Linked DNA regions of Mus musculus: regions 2, 3, 4 and 5 are each linked to region 1. A link is a contact called in public ChIA-PET and HiChIP or PLAC-seq data. All regions are on one chromosome and are shown on one strand. The core of a region is the stretch at or near the end of the contact, and the rest is flanking DNA. Distances in the headings are between cores, read along the strand shown.

The links. HiChIP or PLAC-seq counts read pairs in DNA pulled down with a chosen protein or histone mark. ChIA-PET counts read pairs in DNA pulled down with a chosen protein or histone mark.
Region 2: a contact with region 1 is called in an RNA polymerase II ChIA-PET map of effector CD8 T cells, with 22 read pairs. The contact joins two enhancer-like sites. A contact is called at or near these places in 3 of 115 datasets of contacts at active chromatin or transcription factors (CD8 T cells, effector CD8 T cells and memory CD8 T cells).
Region 3: an RNA polymerase II ChIA-PET map of memory CD8 T cells shows a contact between it and region 1, with 5 times the contacts expected there. The contact joins two enhancer-like sites. A contact is called at or near these places in 1 of 484 Hi-C or Micro-C datasets (liver) and 2 of 115 datasets of contacts at active chromatin or transcription factors (large pre-B cells and memory CD8 T cells).
Region 4: a CTCF HiChIP or PLAC-seq map of CD8 T cells shows a contact between it and region 1, with 5 read pairs. The contact joins two enhancer-like sites. A contact is called at or near these places in 1 of 15 datasets of contacts at CTCF or cohesin (CD8 T cells) and 2 of 115 datasets of contacts at active chromatin or transcription factors (embryonic stem cells and memory CD8 T cells).
Region 5: an RNA polymerase II ChIA-PET map of effector CD8 T cells shows a contact between it and region 1, with 15 read pairs. The contact joins two enhancer-like sites. A contact is called at or near these places in 4 of 484 Hi-C or Micro-C datasets (all in liver) and 2 of 115 datasets of contacts at active chromatin or transcription factors (effector CD8 T cells and memory CD8 T cells).

What each region holds. Positions count from the first base shown.
Region 1 is chr12:25,862,909-25,868,860 of GRCm38.p6, forward strand. No RefSeq gene overlaps it. Among named protein-coding and RNA genes, the nearest start is that of Gm29835, 110 kb to the right of the region's middle. Within about 2 kb of position 1,408, at least 27 of the 459 cell types and tissues checked have an H3K27ac peak or open chromatin away from gene starts, as enhancers often do. A contact at or near this core is called in CD8 T cells, effector CD8 T cells and memory CD8 T cells, where this site is marked.
Region 2 is chr12:25,335,098-25,340,735 of GRCm38.p6, forward strand. No RefSeq gene overlaps it. Among named protein-coding and RNA genes, the nearest start is that of Gm36723, 18 kb to the right of the region's middle. Within about 2 kb of position 3,899, at least 24 of the 459 cell types and tissues checked have an H3K27ac peak or open chromatin away from gene starts, as enhancers often do. A contact at or near this core is called in CD8 T cells and effector CD8 T cells, where this site is marked.
Region 3 is chr12:25,186,134-25,191,338 of GRCm38.p6, forward strand. The region is part of intron 5 of Gm36287 (a long non-coding RNA gene); the gene reads left to right. Gm36496 (a long non-coding RNA gene) reads right to left here and starts at 4,711. Exons shown (of 3, transcript XR_381348.4): 1 at 3,337-4,711; 2 at 2,695-2,908; 3 at 1,372-2,382. Within about 2 kb of position 1,273, at least 10 of the 459 cell types and tissues checked have an H3K27ac peak or open chromatin away from gene starts, as enhancers often do. A contact at or near this core is called in memory CD8 T cells, where this site is marked.
Region 4 is chr12:25,264,631-25,269,858 of GRCm38.p6, forward strand. No RefSeq gene overlaps it. Among named protein-coding and RNA genes, the nearest start is that of Gm46343, 37 kb to the right of the region's middle. Within about 2 kb of position 3,876, at least 77 of the 459 cell types and tissues checked have an H3K27ac peak or open chromatin away from gene starts, as enhancers often do. A contact at or near this core is called in CD8 T cells and memory CD8 T cells, where this site is marked.
Region 5 is chr12:25,237,359-25,243,393 of GRCm38.p6, forward strand. No RefSeq gene overlaps it. Among named protein-coding and RNA genes, the nearest start is that of Gm36441, 31 kb to the left of the region's middle. Within about 2 kb of position 4,488, at least 106 of the 459 cell types and tissues checked have an H3K27ac peak or open chromatin away from gene starts, as enhancers often do. A contact at or near this core is called in effector CD8 T cells and memory CD8 T cells, where this site is marked.

The sequences.
Region 1 (5,952 bases), core at 158-2,657:
ATAAGAGAAAAAAATAGGAGTTGAAATCTGTGATGGGCAACCACAGACCTCATGCCTAGGGGATTAAAACACTCTATAGTGATTATCCCCAAATGGATTGCATTGTGTCTTTTCATTGTGATGGTGCTAAAATGGTCACCAGGAAGTCAGAAAGTCAACTTCAGGTTTTCACCAGCATTTGTGTGTACCATGGGAACCCCTCACATGACCTGCATATGTTAGCTAAATGCCCCAAACCAATGGTAGATGCCTGGCATTGAAGAGCTCTGGAGATGCCTTCCTCCTGAAGAGCCACAGTGGCTTTTCAGAAGGCCTCTCTGGGTTTTACAGTCAGAGCCTCTGAAATTCTCAGGGCCCCAGGAGTGATCTTTACAGTCGTTATCTGTGTGTTCCAGGTAGCTGATGCTCTCTTGTTTAAAATTCTCCAGTGAGATTCCAGATTTGTCAGGGTGAACTTCAAAGTCCCTGTGTCCTTTGGTTACTGTGAGCCTTTGCAGGCCTCAGCCCCCTCTCTACGTGAAATATTTTCTTTCTGGCATTTTCAAGGATGGACCCCTTCTCATGTGTGTACGTGTGCATGTGTTTTCATGTGAGTGAGTTGTGTCCTTTATCAAGTGTCCTCTAATTCCTGACCCCTGACTGTTTTGGGACAGGGTCTCTCACAGCCTGCCAAGTAGACTAGGATGGCCGACCAGTGACCTCCAGTGGTCAGCCTACTTGCCTCCCCTTCCGGAGTCTGGAGTTTTAAGTGCTTACTCTTCCCATTCTGAAACTTGTGATGGACACCAAGCTTTCGTCAAACTCAGAGTTTCTCCTGCCTCTGCCTGACAAATGCAGGCACTAAAAGCGTACACCACTCTATTTTGCTGTTTGCCCTGCTCTAACTCCCTTTATTTTATATTCTCTCTGCTTTAACAATCGATGTCTCATCCCACTTTCTCACCATGTTCCTGTTCCATCCTGTTATTCCTCCCCTCCCCTTGCCGCCATCAAGACACTGTTGGTAAGATGCTGCTTCCTGTGAGACCTGCCCTGGAAGTGAGCTGGGCTATCCCTGTTCTCATCGAAGCTTAGGCTTGCTCTGTTGCTGCTCTGGATTCTCTGGGCATTTTCTCACTTAGTTTTCTTTTGCCTCTCCCTGGTGACTTTGACTTGCATGTGCAGTCTGTGATCTAAACACAGGGCACAACTGGTGACAGAAAAAAAAGATAAACAAATAAATGTGAGATAAAGAAATAAAAGGAAACTAGGCGTACTGACATTCTAATAAAGAGGTCTCTGTACTATCTATCATGCAGAGGCCCAAAATGCTGTCATAACCTTTTGCCTCCTCAGGCTGTGTAGGAACCATGCTAACCTCAGCCTCGGCAATGTGACAGATCTTCCTGGAATAACCAGAATCAGGGGGGCTGGGTGTCTCTTGCCCACACCCAGTGCTGTGTTCGCTTTCTGTGTTTCCTGTCTGCCCACTCACGTTTGATTTGGTCTCTTTCTCATCAGTGAGGCTATTTTCTTTCACAACATATGCTTATTTTTTATTTTGCCCATCCTTTTGAAATGCTCATGTCTCTCTGACATTTGTCAAAATGGTTTAATGTTTTTTATTTTATAAATTCACGTCTTTAGAGACCTGCCCTTGCAATTTAGGGATACAACCACCAGGTGGCAGGATGGCTTTCAAACTACCAGGCTCAGCCTATTGGCTGAATTCTGTAGGAAGTAGGTGTCTACCCAACTTAAGAATGGCAGCCCCTGCAGGGCACTTCTAGGGTGAGAAGCTCAGGGAGGGAAGACAGCCATTTAGTTATGAAAATGGAGGGGAAAAAAGTCGTCTGTGCAAATGCCTGGGGTCAGCAATTTAGGAGCACTGATTACCATCCATGGCGGTCCTTCTCCTCAAGAGTTAAGTCATCTGACAAGGTGTCCTTCAACCATGTTGGACACTGCCTTGATCTCACTCAGTAGGGATGCTCCATCTCTCAAATAGCCCTTTCTAAGCAACCTTTAGCACTGCCATGTCACTGATGTCTGTCCGGGTGGGTCTTAGAGCTATTCCCTCTTATTTGCCCCCTCCTCCAAGAAATCTGTCAGAAGAAATCAAAGGAAAAATTTTAAAAAAGGCCATGGTGGCTGTGTTCCATGCAATGTTTTGTTCTGTTTCCACCAGAAGGGAAAGATTCGAAATGTCCCACCACCTGGGTCCACTTGGTTTGCCTGAAGTTAATTCACTCACCAGCTGTCAGGGCTGCTTCTGTCCTTGGGTGAGATTTGGCTTGCTCACCCACTCTTCTGAGCTGCAACTGGGCCTGGCCTCATTAGAAGCCATGTGGCCTCCATAGCTGGCACCATTACTGTCCCTGGAGTCAACCCGGATTACATCAGCCTCCTCTGATGGCCCAGAGCAGATTTCACACTTTTTTTCCTCTTTCCAATTTGTGCTGTTTGGTTGCTGCCTTTGCATCCTGGGGAGTCGCTGTGTGGTATGCAGTCAGAGGGGCTGCCATGATTCTCAGTCTTGCTCTTACAGCTCAGCCCCACTTCTCCAACTCAGTGCCCCCGGGGGACTCCAGGTGGGGGTGAGCTTACAAACACTATCCACTTTAAATTTTTTTCTGAGTAACTCAGGTTGGTACTGTAGATGGTGAGGTTTTTGGCAGACTTATACTCCCCATCCTTTCTAACAGATGCATGGGAGAATCCCAAGAGTGCACACGGGAGCATATCTTTGTTCAAAAGGCTGGGCAGCCTTCTATTGACTTGACCCACACCAGGTGGGGGATACACATAGAGGCTTTCTCATGGAGTTAATGAAGCTGAACAAGAATTTACTCGGGTCTTCTATCACATTGCTGGGTACCATTTAGATGGATTGTGGGTGATGAAAATGAGCTTGAGTTATGCATGAGAAACGTTAAATTCCAGTCTTCACTGCACCCCTGTAAATACCTGCGCTGTTTAAGAGATATAAGAATGCATACTGCAGAAGACCAACATCGCCCAACAGGTGACAGAGACTCAGAACAACACTGTTCTGGGTCTTTCTAGACCAAACCTTGCATGCTCTCCTCTGAAGCAGTTCATGTCATTCCTAAGTCTGATTGTTTTTCAGTTCATAAAAGCAAGACTTGCTTAGTATAAAAAATTCAAAGACGTAGACAAATACAGTCTTTGAACTATCTTTGGCCCATGAGTCAGTGTTAACTTCACCAAACGATTTGATGTGTCTCCATTCTGTGGTTATTGTCAGCAATATTTCTAATACACAGCTAAGTAGATCAACAGATGGGCCAACACTCAGTTAACTCTTTCTCCATTGGTCTAAATTTGAGTCTTGTCTCACACAAATGGCAATCACAGGGTAGAGTTTGAATTCCCCCTTCAGGGACTATCAGTACTTGGAATATTTCTTGGCCAATAGCCTCAGTGCATGTGAAGCTGATTTGCACACTGGCAACTCGAAGTCCTGTGTGCAGATGCCTCACTTATCTACCTGCAGAGACGATGAGAGGAAATGCGCCACAGTGTCCGCACATTCTAGGAAGAGAAGATGCCATCTTGCTGACTATATTTCTCATGGGATTGAACACCTTCTATTTTGGTCATTTAGAGACAGGTTTTTCTATTCTTACTTTTTTGGTCAGTTATATATTTTATTTCCACTGTTGGAGATTTGACATTGCTATCTTCTGACCTGTTTATACGGAGTATATAAGTAGCTGATATATTTTATATCATATATTTTATATAGATCTTGATCTTTTCCATTTTACTCTGAAACATGAGAAGGTGAATTTGTCTTTCCTGGTTCCAATGAATAACAGTCCTCTCCCACCTCTCACCACAGATGCACACGGAGAGGCTTGGGCCAAACAGGAAAGTCATCCAAGTACCAGCTTACAGAAGGAAGTAAACTATAGCCAAGCCATTATTTTTTGACCTTCTCTGGTGTGCCTCCTCCTATTTATTCCTTCTCTCTCTAAAACTCCAAAGGAAAAGGCCAGGTTTTCTTCTATATCAACACTCTCTTCTGAAGATTTACTTATTAGCTTATTATTTGTGTGTGTGTGTGAAAAAGACATAGCCATTGCTCATGACTGTATGTGCATCATGTGTGTGCAGGGACCCAAGGAGGCCAGACAAAGGCAATGGGATCCCTGGAACTATGGTTATAGGCAACTGTGAGCCACGAACTATGTGGGTCCTAGGAAGTGATCCTGGGTCTTCTGCCAAACCAGTGAGTGCTCTTAAGCACTGAGCCATCTCTCTAACCCCTATCTCCATTGCCTTATAAACACATTTTTGATTATTCGGAAAACCTTTATTGCTCTTATTTTATAAAATATTCAAAAATGTAGTATATAAGGAAAAATTTGTTTTTCTCAAAATTTGTACTATTAATTAAATTTGTTCTTTTACACTTTCATATACATACACCCTGCATTCAAATCACCCTCATTCCTAACCTTGCCCATCTCTTTACTCTGCTTGCACATTCCCCTCCTTATTACAAATCCCATTCATGTCTACTAGTTTTGCTTTGTGATCCACTGAGTTTAACCAGGATTATCTACCTGTGTGATCACATGTTTGGCATTATCTACTGGAGCCTGGAGGGCTCAGAAATGGGTAGACAACTGAAGATAACAGCTTCACCTCTCCTAGAATCTACCATGGCCAATAGTTCATCACTAAGTGGTGGGACTCGTGTGCTCTTCAACTTCTGTGGCTGATTGTTGACAGGTATCATAATAGCCCAGTGTGGGTAACTGAGGTTGTTCTGAGTTCACAATTGCAATGTGGTTGTGTCCAGTCTAGAAGATGGACTTTTGCAGCCTATCATCACATTTTCTCACTCTTTCATACTTTCTGTCCCCTTCCATAAGTTTTCTGAGCCTTAGAGTGGCATCATAAGCATTTTGTTTAGGGCTAGACCTTAGCTGATATTAATTACCAGCACCTTTGGCAGCCATGGGTATCTGAATTCGCTGCCCTTCACTGCAAAAAGAGGCTTCTATCAGTAAAGATACGCGAGTCACTTGAACATTTAGGCCAAAACATGAAAACTTATGTAGTAATTTGAAGCTACGTCAACTTAGACACACGAGAATTATAATTTACTCACCTGGGCCTGCAACCTCCTCAGGCATGAACTGTTAACCAGGCCTATAGTACCAGGACTGAGCTCCCCCTCTGATGGAATGGGATTCAAATCTATCTAGAAAGTAGCTGGTTACCACACAACAGCCATGACACCATTACAAAGGTGGGTGCATCTTGTCTGGCAGGTTGGTTTCCTGGCTTGAAGAGTTTACAACTGAGTACCATAGTTGAGGCCTCTTCCCCTCCAGAAGCCTTCATAACACATTCCAGCATGCTGAAAGGCAGGCAGCAAGATGATGCTGTCAGCTCAGTTCCAGCTATATGATGTCTTCAACAATGGGACCGTATTCTCTAGTCTAGTGGGCAACGAAAACAAACCTGACAGGAGCCTGTATTATTTTGGAGGCCTTTGGGGGTATACTAGACTAAGAATGATTATTTTTTTTCAGATCTATTTTAGAATGAAATGATTTAAAGCCACTAAGTACCACAGTGTTTTAGATTTATCTGTCCCTCTCTAGTTGTTCTAAAGATGAATAACTTTTAGAGCATACCTTTGCATCTTTCAAAACATTTCAAGGTATAAAATTTACTGTACCATGATTAGCTGTCAATCCATAAGTCTGCCTTTAACCTATAATGAAAAACCTTGCTTTCTGCTCTTCATCTCTCTAAATCTTCACCCAAGTCTAAGCTCAGGCCCAGCCTCTTGCTTTTTTCTAATTAGCTCAACATCAAGAGCTCTCGCTCTCCTTGTAGGTCATGTTATCCTAGTAAATCCCCCTTGGCATAAAGCAAAAAAGCAGCTCAAATGTTATTAACCTGTCCTTGGGCCAGTATTTCACTTTTCCT
Region 2 (5,638 bases), core at 2,649-5,148, 530 kb before region 1:
CTAGTAGTTGGAGGTGCAGCTCAATGGGAGTGTTTAAAGCTGTGTTGATTCAATTGCCTCCAGGCTCTTGCTGATGGGTTTCTTCATCCCTGGTGCACAGTGGCTCGCCCTTAAATTTCGCCCTTACTACAAATGGCATGGCCCATCCCATCCAGGCTGTCACTTCCTGCTAAGCTGGGTAGGGTGTGTCCCTGCAGCAAACAACCTCTTCTAGCTAACCAGCAATGTGTGTAATCTCCTGCTTGAGGCGCTGGCCATGCACACACAGCCTTCTCTCCATCTCCCTTCTCTACTTTCCTTTTTTTCTTCGTGGAGTTTGAATGGCAAGCCTCTGTTCCCCACATGCCACCACGAGGTATTGAATTAAGGTTTGGATTGTCACTTTGTCATCTTGACATGGACTGCACAGAGTAAGGAGTTTGTCTTAGAGGACTTCTGCACTTGTGTCAGCCTTTCAGATTGATCTTTATAGGACTTTTCTATTAGTCAGCTGCCAAGCCAATACCTGGGAATTTCCCTCATGGCTGTCTTTCCTTCAAGTTCTAATCCATCAACAAGTCTAATCAATTTCACATCCTTTGGGCCTCTTGAATTGCCTCTTGCTTGGGTTTCCTAGCCAAATTGCCTACTTTGTCTTTCTGTCTTCTGTTTTCTTACCTCCCATCCATTTTCCACGCTTGAGCCAGTGTGAACCCACGGACCCCCAAGTCTGTCTGGTTGATGCCTTTCCTGGCTTTATTTATCTTAAAGCAAAGGTCCTAAAATGCTGTGTGCAGCTCCAGGACCTGCTTTCTGCCTCTCTATACTCCAGGCTCCCTTCTTAGCCTCTTTAAGAAATCATTGCAGGGGAAGGGTTGGCTGACAGAGGCCACTACAGTGGCCTTGATCTCCGAGCCTTCTGGGTTTGTTCCTGCAGAGCATCAGGGTAGAGTGCCATGCTGGCATCTTAAGCTGTCTGGCATTGGTTGCTTTGGGGATGAACAGGAGGAGGGCCTGGGACTTCTAGTCACATACATCTGTTTTGAGTTAGTTTCCAAGGTTTTTCTCAAAAGCCAGACAGTGGAGTGACTCTCTTCTGGAGCCCTGCTTGGGTCCTCTTTACTTTTGTATCTTGTTTACCCTGTCCCATTTACAAGGAATTGTAAAGGCAGCTTGGGAGTTGACACTAATTCTGAGGTCAAGGTCAAGGTCACACCTCTTCCTTAAGTATAAACTGTGGCTCCTTGGTTCCGAGCTGAGTCACCAATCCAAATCTGCATCTGGGCAGTGTCCCGGACAAATGTTATTCTTGTGTGACAAAAAGCTCTTTATCCACACTTCCCAGTCCCTTACTTAGCCAGCAGAACCTGTTCCCACCACCTTTTGCCAGAAACCTAAGAAATGATACCAAGTGCATTGTTGAATGCCAGAAATGCTTTGTTTAATGGGCAGTTTGTGGCATCTGCTGAAGCAGAATTTGAATCTCAACTTCCTGGTCATGACCCTCTATGAGCTTGGCAGGAAGACTGCCACAAGTTCAAGGCCAACCTAAGATACATAGAGAACTTATTGCCTCTCCCACCCCCACCACGACAAAAAAAAAAAAAAAAGAGTTAGATCTTAGTTACAATTGCTCAGCTTGACCTTTCTACATGTTCCAGATACAATGCAATGGCTATATATATGTTTATGTACGTACACACACACACAGACACACACAGACACACACACACACACACACACACACGTATATATATATATCAGCATGCAAAAGCCCCCAGGCTTCTTCTGGTCCTTCAAAGTCCTCCCACAGTGACACCAACTAAATTATAGTTCATTTCTACCAGTGACATGATAAAAATAAGTTAATGGAGCTAGAGAAGGGATAGTGGGTAGGTATGTGTGCATGTGTGCACATGGCTAGATTTTGGGGCTGTGACAGACTTCTGCTTGGGTCTTAAAGGGCACCATGGATCCTTAGTTTCATAAGTTCAATCCCTTCTGCCCACTCTAGGTTGGCAATCATATTCTTGGCAATTAGTATTCCCCAAAGATTAATGTTTGGTTCTAGCTTCAATGTTAGAATATTCATTATGCTAATGGTGCTATGCCAGGCATCTGATGTATATTTATGCCTGAGAAGACATGGTAATTCCATGTGGCTTGCTTGGGAGCAGGTAGGCCAGGCAGTTCATGAGGCATTCTTTTCCTAATGAGCAGAGACAGGAAAGAGGAGGAGTTAGCATGAGCTGAGGGAGGACCTACAGTGTGCTCAGAGTGGTAGAGGTCTGAAGAATGAGCTGAGGGAGGACCTGCAGTGTGCTCAGAGTGGTAGAGGTCTGAAGAATGAGCTGAGGGAGGACCTGCAGTGTGCTCAGAGTGGTAGAGGTCTGAAGAATGAGCTGAGGGAGGACCTGCAGTGTGCTCAGAGTGGTAGAGGTCTGAAGAATGAGCTGAGGGAGGACCTGCAGTGTGCTCAGAGTGGTAGAGGTCTGAAGAATGAGCTGAGGGAGGACCTGCAGTGTGCTCAGAGTGGTAAAGGTCTGAAGAATGAGCTGAGGGAGGACCTGCAGTGTGCTCAGAGTGGTAGAGGTCTGAAGAATGAGCTGAGGGAGGACCTGCAGTGTGCTCAGAGTGGTAGAGGTCTGAAGAATGAGCTGAGGGAGGACCTACAGTGTGCTCAGAGTGGTAGAGGTCTGAAGATGTATTCCATGAATCCTGGATGTCAAGTCTTTTCATTTAGCTTTAAATTTTTTTGTTGTTGTTGTTGAAGATTGAACACAGGCCCTTGTGCATACCACACATTCTACCACTGGACTGAAGCCCAACCCTTTAATTTACTTTTAAATTAAAAATTGTATGTTTTGTTTGGGTCTGTTGAATATATGGTGTGTATACACATTTTGCATGTGTGTATGAGAACATGAGAGGGCCCCAGACTGAGTCCTCCTCTGACTTTCCAGCTTATTCACTAAGCCAGGGTCTCTTGGTTGAACATAAAGCTTTTAACACAAGGCTCATGTAGCAAGCTAGTCTGCTCTTCAGATTCCACCTTAGCCTTCTAAGTGCCAGGATTACAGGTGGGGCACCTCACTTACCTGACGATATGCTGAAGCAGGGGATCGGAACCCTAGATCTCACGTTTGTATGGTGAGCGCTTTCCCTTTATTTCAGGTTGCTACAGTGTCCTGCTAAGTTACTCAGGCCTTGAGCTCAGTCTGGAGCCCCATGGAAACCTTGAACTTGTGATTCTCATGCCTGTGGCTGGTCTGCACCGTTCGGCTTGACTAAGCTCTGAAGTATAGATCACTATGTTTATTTCATGGGTAGGGGAGCAGAAGTTTACTCCTTGGCACAGCCAGTAATTGGTGCCTGAGCTCCTCCTGCAGTGTGAATCAAGTCCAAGGTGGCTGGGTCCAGTACAAAAGAGGATCCAGGACAGCCCATCTCCTTCCTTGTTTTCATCCTTTTGGCAAATAAAATGGAGAGTCTGAGCTGCCTTTTTGTTTTGTTTTGTTTTTTGTTTTTGTTTTGTTTTTGTTTTTTGTTTGCAAAGAAATTGAAAGTTTTCAGCAAGACAGAGGGCAAGGTGAACACAAAGAACCTGGACTCTTTGATTTCTCCTTATGAGAGAAGAAGAAACATCTTCCTCAGAACACAGCAGAAGTAGCCATCTTAATTATTGTAGCTAACTTCTCAGGAGCAGAACTCTGGCTTGGCTGTGGTTCTTTTGGTTTTTTGTTTTGTTTTGTTTTTTTGTTTCTAAACAGATTGGAACATGTAGCTTTTTCACACATGGTAAATTTGGGGTGAAGAGAGACAGGAAACTCTCTGAAGATTGTGGTAATATCTTCCTGGGATCACTCTGAAAAATAGCACCCTGTCACCTTGAGTTTTGAATAGAGTAACTGCAGTGGCGTGCACAGCAGGGGGAGCCATGAGTGGGTGTTGGGAGCCCATGGACTCTTCTGTCCTGGTCTGGGCTCCTGTCCCTGACCTGTGAAATGAGGTGTGTGCTAGTTGTGGTTCTTCCAGCACTGGTGCTGTGCATTTGAGCCCAGGGAAGGAGCATTTGGGCTTCCTTTGTATTCCTGCCTGCAGGGCAGCTTGCTCTAGAAGGGGAGCACTCCGCAGCCTGAGCTAATGGCTCCCCTGACCCTAGCAAGGGATGTGGTAATGAGAGCTATCTTCTCTGAGTCTCCAGGCACATGATTCTGGAGAAGGACCTGGGTCTCAGCTAGAGAACGGAAGGGTACAGCCCGTTTGTTCTCAAGGGAAGGAGAGGGGCTCCACCACTGTGCAGCTGAGGACCTTGTTACTGAATCTCAGAATTAGCCCAGGGACATTTGCCATTCTATCTGCTACATAGTAGTAATTTCTCTCAACCAAGGTTTTCCTCTTTGCCTGTATTCCTCCTCTCCTCTTCATTTTTACAACAAAATTATTTTCCTCATATGCAGGAGGTTGTACCCTAGCTCAGGATTTCTTCTGACTTCTTGCCTCGAGGGGATGCAGTGGCCACTTGGTAGCCACAGGACTTCAGCCAGAGGGCAGAAGGGACATCAGGGTTTCAAGGCAGCCCTTCCATCACCACTACACAGGAGGAATGCATTCACTTCTCCAAAACAAACTCCAGGTTAAAAGGGATTCCATTTGAAGCATTGGAATCCATTACGTAATTGTTTAAGAGAATGAAGCTGACCAACAGACATGGGAATATGTGATAGCCACAAAAATAGAAAATCAACAAGCCAGCCCAAACAATAACTGTTACTCACTAACTCTTAACAAAGATGAAACAGAAATAGAAACTTAAGGGAATAAAGAAGGAAGTAGGTGGCAAAAAAACCAGAGGGTGATAATTTCAGTGTGATTTCCCATCTTGTTTGGCGATGGGGTTCCTGGCAGTCAGGCAAAGCAGGGTACTCATGGACACGGAGACATACAGTTTGTCAGGAGCAGTAATGATTTTCCTTCCAAGGTAGGCATATAACAGTCCTGTTACCTGCCTGTTACCATTTTCAGACTCTATCTATGAGTCTTTCCATTTTTTAATTAGGTTATAGTCAGTGTCCATGGGGATGTCTGAGTTATAATATGAATACTTTGGGGCTGGAGGCATGGCTCAGTGGTTAAGAGTGCTTGCTACCTTTCCAGAGAGTTCAGTTCCCAGTGCCCATATGCCACAGCTCATAAGTGCCCATGATTCCGGTTCCAGGGATCCATGCCTGTTTCCAGCCTCCACTGGCATTTGCAAGCACATAGCATCTATACACATAGACACATACACATAAATAAAAATAAATAAATCTTTTTGTTTGTTTGTTTTTTTGTTTTTTCAAGACAGGCTTTCTCTGTATAGCCCTGGCTGTCCCGGAACTCACTCTGTAGACCAGGCTGGCCTTGAACTCAGAAATCTGCCTGTCTCTGCCTCCCAAGTGCTGGGATTAAAGGCATGTGCCACCATTGCCTGGTGAAAATAAATAAATCTTAAAAAAACTTTCAGGATGGTATGGGCTCATATATGGGGGACATATATGGAAGCCATTTTCTTCAGCAACAGCAATAGACTGCTCAAGACAGGTTTCAGTGATACCTACTGATTGCTAACAAAAGTTGTACCATCAAGACCTGGCTTCAAAGGGACTTTTGGTTTATC
Region 3 (5,205 bases), core at 23-2,522, 680 kb before region 1:
GAGAGAGAGAGAGAGAGAGAGAGAGAGAGAGAGAGAGAGAGAGAGAGAGAGCAGTTCTACCTCCTGCTACAAGGCAGAAGAAGCAGCTACATCATCTCCTGGGCTCTGGGATGCTAGGGAAGGTGAAGTGATAGGAGGGCTGGCTTTTGGGTCCTGCCCAGTTGAGCCCTGGGAAGATAGGACGTTTTTGGAATCTTGTGTTCCTAAGGCCCTACTTGTCAGATTCCTATAGGTCTCATCCTGAAGTCAGAATAGCTTGCTTAGCAGCCTGTAAGTAGGGGCTGCAGATTCATCTACCAGCATGCATTTCTTAGAATCTACTTTTTGTTCTGAGATCCCACTGGCTAGAGATGGGTTGAACAAACCAAGGTCGAACTCCTGTACTCATGGATTCCAGTACCTAGAATGAGGGGTCTCTTTATAGGCTATGCCAGCTCTTAGGATGAAATGGAATTGACCAAGGGCATGGATTCTTATCTCAATGACTCGGAACACTCCTAGCAACCAGTTGGTAAAAGCTGGGGACATTTTGTAGTTCACAGTATCTCATGGCAAAGAGTAACCTTGTTAAAAATACCTGTCAACTATGCCTTGTGGACTCCTTGCCCAGTGGGAGAGCCAGGTGTTAATTTGCCACACAAATGAGCAGTCACACAGCACCCATACTCTGAAGGAAGCACAGGGAATCAGCAGGATGATGCTGGACCCTCCCCAATGCCAGCTGGACCCACAGGATGATGCTGGGTCCACAGCCTACTGAACAATGCTACCCTCATTCAAGAAAGGCTTTCTGTTTTCAGTTAGGCCTCCCTGGAAATCCTGGAAATTCCCTCATAGACACACCTAGAAATATATTTTATTAATTTCCCAGGTATCTTTCAACCCAATCAATTGTTAATCACCACTAACCATCACATTTATCCATATAATAAGCTAGATGCTAATCTTCTCTGTTTTTGTAGAGGCCAAAGTACCCAAAGCCACACAGGTCAACAGACTGGAGATCTACCTAGACACAGCTAACTAGTGCCCAGCCCAAGAGCCTGTCCCTTAACCTCTCATTTATCCCTGTGTCGTAGCTCCTTTTCTGGTTATTATGACCAGTACTTGACAAGAGGCAACTTAAGGGAGAAAGGATTTATTTGGGATGAAATTTTGAAGGTATAGTTTGTCATGATAGAGAAAGCAAGCTAGCAGGAACACACAGCTATATGCTTATCTCTATGTGGACCACGAAGTGGAGAGGGGGCAGGAAGTTGGGCAGGACTGTAAACCTCAAGGCCTGCCTCCCCAGAGATCCACTTCCCCCATGTAGGCCCTTGTTTTAGTTACTTTTCTGTTGCTTTGATAAAACGTCATGACCAAGTCTACTTCTAGAAGAAAACATTTATTTTGGCTTATGGTTTCAGAGGACTACAATGAGTGATGGAGGAGGGAAGATCAGCTCACATTTTGATCCACAACCACGAGGTAGAGGAAGAACACTGGGAGTCTTTTAGAACCTCAAAGTCCACCCCCAGTGATACATCTTCTCCAACAAGGCCACACCTCCCAATCCTCCCCAAACAGTTCTACCAAGTATTCAAAATAGGAGCCCAAGGGGACTATTCTTTAAATCACCACAGCCTCACCTTTAAAAGGTTCCAGAAACTTCCCAGAGAGCACCATGAGCTGGAGAGCAAGTGTTCAAACACACAAGCCGGTGTGGGACTTTTCCTAGCCAACCTGTAACACTCAACAACCCTTCTGCTCCTCTGTCTTCCAGCCGAGACATGCCACTGTTTGTTCTTGGTCCTCTGGGCAGGTAGCAAGAATCTTATGGGAAGAGCCATCTGTTCTCATATGCTTTGAGTGTGAGATGTTGCTGCTCAGGACAGTTGACTATGCTTTGCTGGTCCTGAATTTGCCTTCAGTGATGACATTAGCCAAGGCAGGAGTGATTATACCATACAAATTGGCACAAGCTACAACAAGGGCTGCTTTTAATTTCTTTACTCCCTGGAGCTGATTGTTGCCCCTCTGCTAGTATGCCATATCCCCAAGACTTAAGATTTCCTGGGGCTCACTCATTGGAAACCTCTACCTCAGACAAGGCTCTGTCTGGATTGGATGTTGGGAGGCCTCTGGCATCCTTGCAGCTTTCTTATCTTTGCTGCGTGTCTGGAAGTCTTCTGTCTGTCTTTCAAAGGCCACAGTGGCCTAGGCTCCAATTTACTGGGCTCTCAGGTTCTGGACAGCAGGAGGGAATCAGGGCTGCCCACTGTAGCCTTTCTTAGGATGGAGTAAGATGCAGTAACTTCTGTTTCTTTCCCTCCACATTCACATAGCAGCATCTCAGGGAGGGTAGCATGGGGCCCAGGATCTTAGAGCTGACATTTCTACCTGCCAAAACATAGTGAGATTTAAGTGTGAGCAGAGACAGGAAAGGCCAAGGGCTTTCTTGTCCCTTAGAGAGAGACAGGCCATGCCATGTTCCCTGTGGAGGGTACCTGCATGAGCTGGGGTTCTCCCATGGCAGGTCCCCATGTTTGCTCCATCTGACAGATAAGGAAACTGAGGTTCAAAGAGGAAGTAACCTGCCACAGACACAGACTGTGAGGGACAGATGTGAGAGCTTCTCTGGGGCAGAACCAGAGGCTGGCTTCCACATTTCTCTAGGCTCAAGTACAGAGATCAGCTCAGGACCAACATTACCTTCAGACCCCTCGTTGGATATCCATATCTTCCCGACTTGCTGCATGAAGAAGGGGTTTCCCCAGCTGCCTATGAGAGGCCAGTAGGAAGTGCTGCTGTCCCCGTGTTCAGCCTTGTGTATCAGGTCTGTGGCTTCTCCAAGGCTCACTGAGGCAATTGGAAGGATCCTGAGGTTTTGAAATTGCTACAGGCTTTGCTTGGGTTGGTAAGCCAGCTGACAAAGTAAAGGCAGGCATGGGGTGGTCACCATGGTCTCTTTTGGCCACATCTGATGCCTAGACCCCCTCATTCCTGCTTATAAGCCCACAGTGCCCACTCCCATGTGAACAACTAGCTCGTACATTTCCCCATTCGGCCGGTGGTGAAAACTGTGCTATTTTAAGCCCACATGGAAGTATGTCTTTTTTTTTTTTTTTTAAAATAAGGACCATCTGCTACCGGCCCCAGCCCAGATGATACAGTTGGAGCCTACCCACAGCATCCTCTCCCGCCTTCAGACGGTTCCAGGAACGAGAGTGAGTCAGACTCAGCTGAAGCACGTCTTGCTAACCCAAGCAATAGCCCAGGGGCCCAGCATAGGGGACCACCTGCTCCCAGGGCAGGTGTTCCCTGCAACCTCTCCACACAGGGAAGGAATCTCACCCTGAGCTTCATGGGGCACTCAGACCCGCCTTCCAGATGTGCCCCTTCCCTTTCCAAGGGACTGCAGCCAGCCACAAGTTCAAGCGCAGCTGCTACAGCTCCTGGCCCTGGCAGCTTGTCACAAAGCGCGTCACACAGTGAAGCTGGTGGCTCACAGCTCGGTCACTTCCTGCCAGTGGCGGCTCTCAGAAGAACTCCTGGGTCTACTTTAGGTGCAAAAAGGGTAATTGCTATCAGGAAAGGACGACCAGGGGTGGCGTCGTAGGCAGCTGTGTCTCTGGGCCATTGAGAAGGTACCTTTAAACACTAGTGGCTCAGCAATGCTACCCAGCTATCGGCCCAGGTGCAGCTTTCAGCTCTCCACCTGGCTGCCCTTCCTTAGCAACGAATGTCTCATTGTGAAGAGAGGCCATTAGCTTCCAGTGCACATCTGGCTTACAGACCATGCTTGCTCCTCTCAAGTGTGAGGCAAATACAGGATTATCAGACCCATCTATGATGCCAGCAAATGTGAAGGAGGACCACACATGGGAAGGGTTTGTTCTGCTGCCCAGCGATCGATCATGTTTTGTATCATACGGAGCTGTGACTGTGCCATCTGAGTATGCTGAGAAGCTGTAGAGACCTGGAAGGCCAGACTCTCTGGACTTGTCACCACCCCAATGCACTTCTTGAGCCCTAGAACAGCCTCCAACCCCAGCCCCAAGGGACCCTCAATAGAGAGTTCACAGGTAATGGTTCTCCAGCCTGGCTATTAGATCATTGTAGCTTTGGCCTTCATTCGTGATGCTGGGAACCTGGGGACCCCAGAGGCCAGGATTCAGCTTGGTGTTTATCTTCTCTGAAGTTCCCTTTCTCCTCCCGTGGTTATGGCTGTGCCTGGATGTGCTTGTGTTGGACAGAGCACGGTCCCATTGTGAAGTCACAGCACCAGTCCCCACAACGGGTTCTGGGGTCCTGTTGGGGCCTGAGCCCTTTCAGTCTTGAGTCCCTGCTAGCATAACTTCCTGGTCTGGAGTCTATCTGCTGCTCCTGTAGAGCCTTGCAGTTTATCTGTGGTCAGTTTTCTCACTCATTTCCTGCCAGCTGCTACTGGTTTTTCAGTCAGCTTCTAGAGCTACAGTAATTGGGAAAGTGCACAGTCCAAGTGGTTCACCAGCTGTGGCAGGCGGGACGTGAAGAGTGAGGCATACTCTGTGTCGAGCAGAGACGGGCACCTCCACCCAGACTGGGTCTGTCCCTTGGGCCTCTGGGAGTGACACAGAAGAGGCTCTAGGGCACATACTCATTGTAAACTGAAAGCTGGTGTATGTATGCATGTGTGTATGTGTGACATAAGGGATTTTTTTTTCCTGAAGCCAAAATAAATGGTTTCATGTTTTGAGAAGGCTGAGTTTGGTCTCTTTCACGGGGAACCCTAGGCTCTCTCTTTCTCTTTGAGGTGTGATGGGTGAGTTGTGCTAGGCCACTGACTGGGCTATCTGATCACACTTAAACTTTTGTTCCTTAGCATTTACAAAAATGAAGAGAAGGAAATTCCCATAGTGGAGCAAATTACTCCTCCAGCCCCAGCTCTTTGGACATGTCTATTTGTTATTCTCATTTTATGCCGTGGAATAGTGTATTGGAGCTGCTCACATGCCGGCAATCACTACTCAAGGGTCTCTCTATCCAGAGGCTTCTCTGCAGGGGTGGCCCTGTGTGGACAGCAGAGTCCCCAGAGGGTAGAATAAGGACCAGAGGGAGAGCAGTCACCTGGGAACTTGTATAAGGGGTGGGATGCAAGGCTGCCTTGAAGCCTTAGGCCCGGGGCCCAGGGGATTGGGCCAGCCATCTGCCTTCTACCTCTCAGCTGGCCCTTCTACCTCT
Region 4 (5,228 bases), core at 2,626-5,125, 600 kb before region 1:
AGAAACCCAAGCCAACCTCCCTGCTTAGGACCTTCACCTGTGGTGACCTAGGGAGAATGGGAGTGGAACCTGCTTGTGTCTGTGGTTGACAGAATGGTTACTGGGTTTCAAACAGGAGCCACATGCTGTTGCTAGACAGAGCTGAGTGACTCCAAGATGGCACGGTCTCATTGCAGCAAGGGCCAGATGCAATTGAGAACTGGCCCAAAGTCACAGCTCCTTATTTCTGAGTGCTGCAGGAGATCACTGGTGAACTTGGTGTGCCGGATGCCTGTGTGCCTGCAGGAATGGCCAGACATCTGCACCCGGGAGGAGATTCCGACAGAGAAGAGGTACACGTGCCATGTAGTGAGCCAGAAAAAAGTCTGGGACTCACTGTGGCTTTTGAGAAGTCCATTTGTAGGAATGGTCTAGTCAATGGTCCTTGCTGTCAAAGCGCTGTCTGGTTCTGTCGGTGTGTTTTGCAACTAGGGCGCAGGGGTGAGGTGGGTGGGATTTCATAACAAATATCTCATGCCTGGAGGTGTAGGTTTGAATCCTGACATTATTTCAGTTAGTGGTCCGTTACGCCAGCGTCCAGAGGCCAAGCTGAGGAGCTGGTGTGGGTGTGAAGTTGGCTCTGCCCTCGGCATCTGTAAGCACCGGAGTGCCGTAGACTCACGCCCTGCCCCCATACCACAGGGCATGTTGTAATGGTGCTCGTAAGGTAATAAGCCTCATTTTAGTGTGAAATACGGCATGCGCACAAAAAGAACCTGTGAGACCAGAGTCACAGGCAGGCAAATAAATGGCTAGTTAGCCTGCAGTGTGACCCCATTAGAGTAGCTGCCCTTCCCACCTGCAGGAACAAAGACAAAGGCAGAGAATGGAGACCGTTTGCCCTGTGGGTCTTCAGAGCGCTCACACAGCACATTTAAAATGCATTCACCCTCTCCCCCTTGCCCCCAGTTAAAAATTAAGATTTTCAAGTGAATCCACCAAAAATCAATGTCACAAATACTGTAATGGAGGGGCAGGGTCCCCAGGCATTCAAGGAAGCCTCAGACATCGGCAGCAAACACAGGTACTTTTCCTGCCTTGGACCAACGGGCTTAACATTTATGCCGATTACACAATTATTATTCAATGTTATTTAACACCTGGAAAGTTGATTTGACCTGTTCAGATGGCAGGCAGTGGGATGGGGTGTGTCAGAGAGCTCAAAGTCTTAAATGGGCTTTCCAGCTGCTGCCCTAGAGGTAATCAGGTAGAGGGAGGCAATAAGGAGGAATAAACAAACAAACAAAAAAAGCTAACTTAATAAAAACAACAATCAGGAAGGGCGAGAAACCCAGTGGGCTCCTACATAGAGTTCAGCAGGCAATAAGGGGTAACTATTTCGGGGTGGGGGTGGGGGTAGGGAGGAGGGGGAGCCAAGGAGATAAGCACCAGGCAGGCTGCACCTGCCTTTCTTAGGTAACCTCTGAAGAATGCAGCCACAGGCTCCTGCTCATTCACACCTCCAGCTCTGCACTCCCTTCCATGGCGCCTCTCCACCCAGCTTCCCAACCTTGATTTTACCTTCTGGTGGTGTACAGAGGCTGCTCAACCCTGAGCTGTGTGTGCACTGGGGGCACATCTCTATCCCTTGCTACCTTGCGATGTATCCCCGGGGCCTTGCTTATTTCTCCACACATCCTCTTGCTTTCGAAAAGGACTGAACTTAAGCCAGGCCCGCAATGACAAATGCCTTGTGTTCTCTGTTATGCCAACCCCGAAGCCTCCCTTCTCATTGTTAAATGTGTGTGTGTTGAGGTGGGAGTAAATGTGGATAAAGGGCAGGAAACTGGAAGAGATCCTTGAGATGGAAAGGGGGGCTTAAAGGGAAGGGTTGGGAATGACAATAGCACACAATTACCATTAACTGTAAGGGGGATCTTGGAAGGAAAAGGGTGTGGGGGGGCACTGGAGCACAGGGCAGGAAAATGGGAGGGAGGGGTACGAGAATCAATCACAAAACAGTACGTTTGCAAGTGCTATCATAGAACCAGTTACTTATTTGTAAGCTAATTAATTAAATGAATGAATATACTCTAAAAATAAAATTGCAAGCTTCCTTGTATACCTAGATCACAGGTATAACCCTGTATGCTCTTCAGAATGTTTGATTGCACCGTGGGCCTAGCCTCTCCCAGCCTGGCCTGCCTTCACCCTCACCCCACCCCCTACCAGTCCCCACCTCCGCATCCGGCAGGCAGGCAGGCAGGCGTCCTGTCCTGGGTCCCACTGCTTGGAAGGATGGGTGTAGGTGGAGCCAGGCGCTGCTGGCAGGACGCTGGGGCTTTTGGGGGAAGGGTGGGGGAGAAGAGGGCACCCAGCTGCAAGGCAGGTGCTGCTGTCACCAGAGGTGTGGGTGCGCCAGAAGACAGCCTTGCATGCTCCACCAAGGTCCCTTAACCCCATGTCCCTATTCCCTTCCCTCTCTGAGCCTCAGCCACCTGCCCAAGAGCAGTTTCCACGCCTGGAGGGCATGCCAGGGCTGTGCCTGGACAAGAGCTGGCTGTGTGGACCCTTCCACTCCCCCACGACGCCAGCACTGCGCCAAGAGCTGTTGACTCTGGTTCCCTGCTCTAAGAGTCCTGTCAATTCCGAGCCCACATTCTACACTCTGGATAGATTGGAGGCCGTCAACACTGAGTTGTACAATCACACAGTAGGACGTGCAGCTGATGCAGGGCCTGGCAAATACATTCCGGGGCAACAGGTGTCCTTGGCTGGACACCATCTCTAGTCCTGCCTGACAGTGTCCACAGTGCATCTAAGCCCCTAGGATTTTTGAGTCCCTTTTGGTCCTGGCAGGTAACTTGCGCAATGCCCACCTCTAAGCCAAGTCTCTGGAGCCAGCAAGGGAACTGGGCCGGAGTTTGAACTTCCAGGTTGAAGTTTAGATAACTGAGCTATCTGAGGGGCCTGCTCCTCACAGCTGCCTTCCTGTGCCAGCATCCTCCCATCTTTCTGGGTGTCTGGTGGGCGGTGGGTTACCTGTGAAAGGCAGAGTGAAGAGGGTACCCTACACTTGCCAGCCGCCTGCACAGGCCTCAAAGCCTTTGAAGAGCTTCAGGCTGGGCGAGTTGGAGATGTGTAGGCCCGGAGCCCCTGTGAGCAGAGCACGCGCTTCGTTTTCATATTCTTGGTCGCCTTCATCAAGATATACTATTCTTCGACATTTCCTGCTCAGAAATCTTTGAATCTCGGTTCTTTGTCCTGACAGCAGGTGCAGACCAAGCTCTAAGAAGGCGCACTCTTTAGACGCCCCTGGGTTACTCAGCTCAGTCTCAAACCACAACAGATCATATGTTCCTCCAGAGAGATCCAGTGATGTGGGGCAGAGAGAGTCAAGTCCAGAATGGCCCCGACATCTCTCTGTTCATGGGGCAGAGTGTCTGCCTTGTGCAGAAGCCAGGAAGCCAAGTTCTAGGTCCTCAGCAGAGAGGCACCAGCCTGCTTGCTGTTTCTTGCTTTGACTTCTAGAACTGAGCCGTGCATCCTCGATGCCCCTGTTAGGAGCAGGGGGGGATGGTTCCCTCTCACTGGTAATGGTTTGCAGCAAGACACATCCAGACTTTAGCCAGTGGCCTTTCCTTCTTAGGCACTGGCCTACAGATGCCACAGCTGATGCCCAGAGGATAGTGGTCTCAACAGGTTTCATCCTGAAATTTTTATAAGATGATTCTGGACTCCAGGGGCCCCTTCACTGGGGGGACATAAAAGCCATTAGCTCCTGCGGTTTCCATAAAGGAAGTGCCCTGCTTCCTCTGTCGTAGCCCCAGTGGGTCTGGATAAAGACAGATTACAATCCTTGGGCATCTTAAGAACGAATACCATGGTTTCCGCCTTGCCTGTGCCTGGCACCGTGCCACACGGAATGGAGAGCCTGAGTCACAAACCTCAGGGATGTCAGTGCCATGCGATTTCATTCTTTCTGTGCCTTACCTTCCTCCTTTGTCCAGTGGGGTGTGTGTGAATAAGAGTATCAGCTGCATAGAATCAGTGTGAGGGAGAAATGAATCTGTAAATCTCTTCAGAACAGAGCCTGGTGTCAGCCAGTATGGAAGTGGGGGCTCCTAGCTATTTATCTTATGGTTGGGTCATTTGGCTAAGCAATGTGGATCTTAATCCAGCTATTGATGTGTTACTAAAAGTTTTCTTTTTCTTTCTTTTAATGAGATGGGAAGAAGGGGAAAGAGAGGCCATGGGAAGGAGGATATTATTAGTCTACGTCACTACTAAGCCAAGCGGAAGCCATTGGCTAACGTGGGCTCCAGGATTCCTTAGTGGAGCCACACTGGAATGGCCAGCTGCTTTCAGATAGTGTGACGTGGTGAGACTGAGGTCTGGAGGAAACTTGATTGGCACCGGACAGCCGTCAAGTCTTGCACTGGCAAAAGCTCTACTGAAGGCATGGGCTGTGGTTTAGTCAGTACTTCTTGCTTCAACTTTATATACAATGCGATTTTAGGTTAGCCATCAAACTACCACTAAGCACTTAGGAAAACTGAAAAAATTAAGAAAGCTCTGTGTGTTTGTCTGCTCAGTCTGAGCATCTGAAGGTGGCGTGACTCAAAGGGAAATCTCTGGACTATTGAGCTGAAGCCAGGGCTGCACAAAGGTTTGCAGAGTGCTCTAACCAATGTAGGTGCTGGCTGGCAAGTCAGGCTGGGAAGCAGCCAGCAGGAAATGTGCACGCAGCCCCACAAGGCTGCACCTGCCCGCCCTTGGAATGCCTCCTGCAGTTGAAAGCATCTCAGGTCAGGTCCTTTCTGAAATTCCTTTCCAGGAAGCCCCCTGAAGGTTCTTCTGAACTGAGAGCTCTAAGGAGTGGGCTTGGGACTTCGAGTTGACTCCAGGCGGTGACTGGAGAGGGCTGTGCAAAGCCCTGGCCCGTGTAGCGTCTGTCTTGAGCTATAACTCACTACAACTGAGCTACAGGCTAGGTCCAGGTGAGACTGAGGTGGTCTGCGTTGTTTTTCTAGAAATGGAAATGGCACCTGCTGAGTCATCTCAACTCTTCCCAGATGGCTTTTGTTAGCAACCATTTGTATTTCCTAGACTCCGGTTTATAAATGTCAACCGTTCTTAACCCCTTCTTCTCCACAGAACCTGTGTGGCCATCTCCGTCTCCTCACTGACAGTGTATGAGCCTGAGGGCTGGCAGTCTCTGAAGGTCAGGTGGCAGTCTTGCGATGCTT
Region 5 (6,035 bases), core at 3,238-5,737, 620 kb before region 1:
CCAGGGAATTTCTTCTCCTTAGGTTTTAAATGACTATCTGAAGAAAATGGTGGTTGGAAAAAGAAGTGATTTCTTCCTAGTTTTCTGGATATTTCCTTTGCATTCCTTTAGAGTCCCCTTGTCCCCTAAATGTCCCCTAAGTATCTACCCACCTTTAGGGATTGTTCTTGGCTCCCTTTCTTCCAACTCTAATGCACCCCAGAGGGAATTTCATGTAGGTTGTGAATTCACGGGGGCTCTCATCCTATTCTGGGGGGAAGTAGTACTTGGGAGAGGAATGGGAGCTGTATGTTCCATATGTGTGCTACGTTCTGGTTTTCTATGAGTGTGTGCATGTGTGCACGTGCGCATGTGCAGAGGTGTTTGTGTGCAGAGGACAACTATGGGTGTCGTTCCTCAGGAGCTGTCCACATGACTTCTTGAGACAGGGTTTCTTACTGAACCTATAGTTTCTGATTTGGCTAGACTGGCTGGCTCCGTGGCTCGTCTCATCCTTGTTTCTCTCCAATGCTGTGAATACAAGTGTGAGCCATGATGATTTTTATGAGAGTTTCAGGGATCCAACTCAGATTCTCATGCTTGTAAGGCAAGAACCTTACCCATCGAGCCATCTCCCCAGTTCATACCCTGGTTTTCTGTAGGTAAAGACGGGTCGTTCCTTTACCTTTGTGGGTCTTTGTTATCCCAAGAAATGTGGAGAGCTAGTAGCAGGCACTTGGACCCATTAAGCAGAAGTCACTGATTGTGCAGTTCTGGCCCAGGCTAGGCTGGGCTTTCTGTGCTTCAAGCATAGTTTGTGTTGGCTCCAAAACTGATCTTCCTTGGCTAGCCTGGCCACCAACTCACCACAGGTAATGGCTCAAGTTTAAGTTAATGATAATAAAATAAAAGTTGAAATTCCCAATAGCCATATTTCAAGCACACGTAGCAATAGTGAGTGCATTTGGGCATTCTCTTGGACAGCAATAGAAATGTAGAACATTCTAGAATATACTACAGAAAGTTTACAGGGTAACAATGCCTTGAATGTTCCTCTGGGTATGTCTGCCGAGACTTTCTTTCTGATATACCCCTTGCCTGTGTCTAATCATGCCACCCATCCAGATCTTCTGGCTGACTCTTGAAGCTGGGTGTGCCAGGCTGGGGTTAGCAAGAGATTCTGGGAGCAGTTACCCTCAATCCGCATTCCCCAGCTCTGGGATCTGATGCCTTTTGTGTCTCATCCCCTTCCCATCAAGTGGACAAGTTCAGGCCCCATATCAGGGAACTGGAGAGATTGGGCAAGATGATGAAGGTAGGTCACGTACCCAGGGACACACAGCAGATATTATGTGCAGACCAAATCATTCTCAGCTCATCAGACATTCTGCCTCTCCCGTTTCCCTCACACTGTCATCTGTTGGGTGCGTTTGTGTCCCTCCAAGCAATCTCTGTCCTGAGTCACTCTCCTCCTAATGGGTTCCTTAGATGTGTGTGTATGAGTGTGTGTGTGTGAGTGTGTTTGTGTATATTTAGTGTGTGTGTGTGTTGATACTTGTAGATGCTTGTTCCCAGCAGTGGACAAACTTGAGTGTCATTTCTTAGGTTCTGTCTACTTCTTTTTATTGAAAGAAGGTCTCTCACTGGCTTGGAATTCTCCAAGTAGGCTAGGTTGACTGATAGGAAGTCCCAGAAATCTGCCTGTCTCTGTCTACCCAATATGGGGATTATGAATGGGAGCCATGCCACATGCCTTTTCTTTTACATGGGCTATGAAGATCTAATTCGGATCTTGCAAGTGCTTTACTGATTGAATGGACTGCCCAGCCCCAGAGGCATCTTTCTAAAGTAGATATCTGGTCATAATTTTCCACCAGAAAATACCCAGACCGGCTCCAGTGTCTTCAGGTACAATGCCACCTCCTTAGCAAGACACACGAGCCTTATCGGGGCTCACTGAGACTGAATCACCAACCACAGAGCGTACACAGGTCAGACCTAGGCCCCCTGCACATATGTAACAGATGTGCAACTTGGTCTTCATGTGGGACCCCTAACAGCAGGAGCAGGGGCTGTCACTGACTCTGTTGTCTGCCTTTGGATCCCTTCCCCACTAACTGGACTGCCTTGCCTAGCCCCACTAGAATAAAATGCACCGAGTCCTATTAGAACTTGATATATCAAGGTGGGATAATATCCAAGGGAAGGCTCCCCTTCTCTAAGGAGAAAGGGGGGAGGGTGAGGGGAGGGGCGTTGAGAGGGAGGGACTGAGAGAAGAGGGGGATGGGGAAACTTCCATTGGGATGTAAAGTAAATAAATAAATTAATGAAAACAAAACCAAAAAACCAAAACCAAAACCAAAAAAAAAAAAAAAAAAAGCAAGCAAGCAAACAAAAAAAAACCCACCCAAAACCTCCAAAATCAACCAAACAAAAAACACACGGGGCCAAAGAAGGTGAAAAAGAGGGTGAATACTGCACTACCCTCCTCCCTTGTTCTGACTCTGCATAGGGATCTAAACAACTGCCACCTAGCTACGGGTGGCTCTTACCCTGATGTCCTCTGGTCCCAGGCTTCTCTCTCTGTACACCTGACCTGTGTCCCCTGAAACCTCCCAGACCTTTGGGCCACTTCTGCTTCCAGCTCCTGTGGCCCAAGTGCTTAGATCTGTCAGAGTACTGGGGATCTAGGACAAAGGCAGAGTCCTCCCCAACAGTGCCCCCGGGTGCTCCTCTACCAAGGCTGGTTTCTGGAAGGCTCTTGAAGGGTGATACTATTGGATTTTGTTTCAGAGGTGGGTTTCACTCCTCCCATGCCCCACACAGCACAGCCTTGCGAGCTGAGCTCAGACGGAGTCAGCCTGCTGCCTCGCCACTGTGAGGTGGTGACTCAGGGGATAACTGTGGGCAGGGGGGCTTTCCAGCAACCCAGTTAGCTGAAACCACACAGCAGCCTTCCTAGCCTGTGGGGTGACCTACTTCTCAGTTCCCGCAGCTTCGACGCCCAGCCGGCAGAATGTTGATGAGGAGGCCGTGCGCTGGCCTCTGGTGAGAAAAGGGGACAGAGATGCCGCTGGTTGATTTGACCTTGCAGAGCTGTGGGGACAGGATGTCCTGTTCTTTCTGATGCTGGGAAGTGGTCTGGGTAAAGGGGACTTCCTGTTAAGTCCGGTAAGTTCCCAAGGAAGGGGGACCGCAAAGGCTGTTTGGTTACACTCACCCAAGAGATTCTTCATTCGAACCCTCCTAACTAACCTTCCTGGGTGCATTTCCCAACCAGAAGGAACAAATCCCAAAGGGCTCCTCGCCCAGCTCCTCAGTTCGTGTTTTAGTGCTGAGGTGAAGAGCGTACTCTCTGCCTTGCATCCACGTGTAAGTACACCCTTCTCTCCCGTCTCAGGGCAGGAGGAACTGCTGGTGGGTCATCCAGGTGACTCACACTGCCTTAGTCCACCCATCCCTACAGAGACACAGAGATGCCTAACAAGGTCACTGGTCTCTTTCTTTCTTCAGTCTGGTCTTAACACCATGGCAGCACCTCCTTTTTCGTGAATCTTTTCCCAGCCAATCCCTTCTCCACGGGGATGGCCCAGATTCCCCTCCTGGGACTCCAGGCAGTAAAACTGTCCTAATTGGCTACTGTTTCCTCTCTCACCACTCTACTCTCTCTGGCTAGGATATCCCTGGAAGCCAGCAGCCTACTTAGCACTTGCCAGCCCAAGGAAACTGACCCTGTGGGTATAAAACATGCCCGGCCAGGCCACACACCACAAGACTTTTACACCCCTCCCCTGTGTGTTTTCATTGCAGGTTGGAGGAGGATAATGTGGAATGGTAGAAATGGGCCTTTAAAATAGGATGGCTTAGCCTTGCCTGGCTCCCTTCGTATTTAGCACCTGCAGGCAGGCCTGGCAGGATCTGCAGGCTACCTGTAAAACAGAGAGAAAGGGGACTCTGGCAACTTCCCTCTATGTGACTGCTAATGCTTGAGGTATACAAGCCATAGGCAGGGAGAAGGTGGGGAGTCAGTCAAGACCCGGTTTGACAAGGGTACTTGAATTTGAGGGCTTCCTGACTTCTCTGACTCTCAGTTAGCTCATCTGTTAAATGGGTTTAATCACACTGCCTACATAGGAAAGATGTAGAAACAGTCCTAATAAATGTCCACTGACAGAAAGATGTGTAAAGAAAACATAGCATCTACAAAGGATGGAATATTATTTAGCCCTCAAGAAGAAGGAATGGGTAAGCCTTGAGGACATTTACTAAGTAAAATATGCCAGCCATAGAAAACAAACACTATATGATTTCATGTACTTGTGGCATTTGGAAGTAGCCACATTCATGGCCTCAGTGAATGGAATGATACCAGGAAGTGGAGAGAGAAGGGAACAGACAGGAAGTTTCCCTGATGCTGAATGTATAAGCTATAGACATTGGGCCTCCAGTGAGCAGCAATTTCCTGAATACTTGCATGTCTGTTAACACGGGCAATCTCATATTGAGAGTTCTTACCACAATAAAAAAGTCATCTGCATGGGAAAAACAATATTACCCACATCACAGAGCTTGCACAGTCTAAGACAGCGTGCCAAGAATATATGCATTTGGTAGTTGGTAGCTGTGCTTGCTGGTAGATGGCTGGGTAAGTCCTTAAAGAGGAAGAATCAGGCAGGTAATGTTATACGAGTTGGGTTCTTTAGACTTCTAATTTATTCTCTCACCCTCACAGTGTCATGTGACTCATATCAGGGACCTTCCAGCTTGTTTTAGACAGGGTCTCTGTGGTTTTTTGCTACACATGCTGGTTGGCTTATGAGCTCCTGTCTCTGCCCCTTGTCTCTCTGTAGGAGCGTTTTGGTCAGATGTGCTGTGGCATCCATCTTTTACGAAGGTTCTGGGATCTTGTGTAGAAAGCGCTTTACCCACTGAGCTATCTTCCAGCCTCTCACTCACTCTCGAGGTCTTAACATTGTGGAAATGTCTTATATATCATTTCTGACCATCATAAATTTAAGTATCGATTAGTAATCTCTTTTATGGAAAAGTAGATTCATGTGTTCCCAGCACACTTTAAAGAGTCAAAATACATTGTCACTTGCTAATTTCTGGCAACAAGGCCAAATCTTAAATAAAGAATTAGATATTTAGGAAGCAGAAACTGAGGTTTCTCAATCTCGCTGAGTTACCCACCCCCCCTCAGTGTATGGTGCAATGAGTGGCTCACAAGCTCTTATAGCCACTAAATGATGTTCTCCTCAGCCCTTGGGCACCCGTGGACACGGGGGAGTTTGGGCTCTGGGCTGTGAGTGAGGAGTGAGCTTGAGATCTGACAACTGACACCTTGGCATCCCCATCCCTTGTCCCATACCAAAGCCCAGGAGTTAAGAAAAGGACCACCCACTTATCAGTGAGTGCATATCAAGTGAGTCCTTTTGTGATTGGGTTACCTCACTCAGGATGATATCTTCCAGATCCATCCATTTGCCCAAGAGTTTCACAAATTCATTGTTTTTAATAGCGGGGAGTAGTACTCCATTGTGTAAATGTACCACATTTTCTGTATCCATTCCTCTGTTGAGGGACATCTGGGTTCTTTCCAGCTTCTGACTATTATAAATAAGGCTGCTTAATGAGCATAGTAGAGCATGTGTCCTTATTACCAGTTGGAACATCTTCTGGGTATATGCCCAGGAGAGGTTTTGCTGTGATATTAGCCTAGAAACTTAGAATATCCAAGATACAATCTGCAAAACACAAGAAGTCGTCTTCTTCTTCTTCTTCTTCTTCTTCTTCTTCTTCTTCTTCTTCTTCTTCTTCTTCTTCTTCTTCTTCTTCTTCTTCTTCTTCTTCTTCTTCTTCTTCTTCTTCTCCCCCTTCTCCCCCTTCTCCCCCTTCTCCCCCTTCTCCCCCTTCTCCCCCTTCTCCCCCTTCTCCCCCTTCTCCCCCTTCTCCCCCTTCTCCCCCTTCTCCCCCTTCTCCCCCTTCTCCCCCTTCTCCCCCTTCTCCCCCTTCTCCCCCTTCTCCTCCTTCTCCTCCTCCTCCTTCCCCTTTCC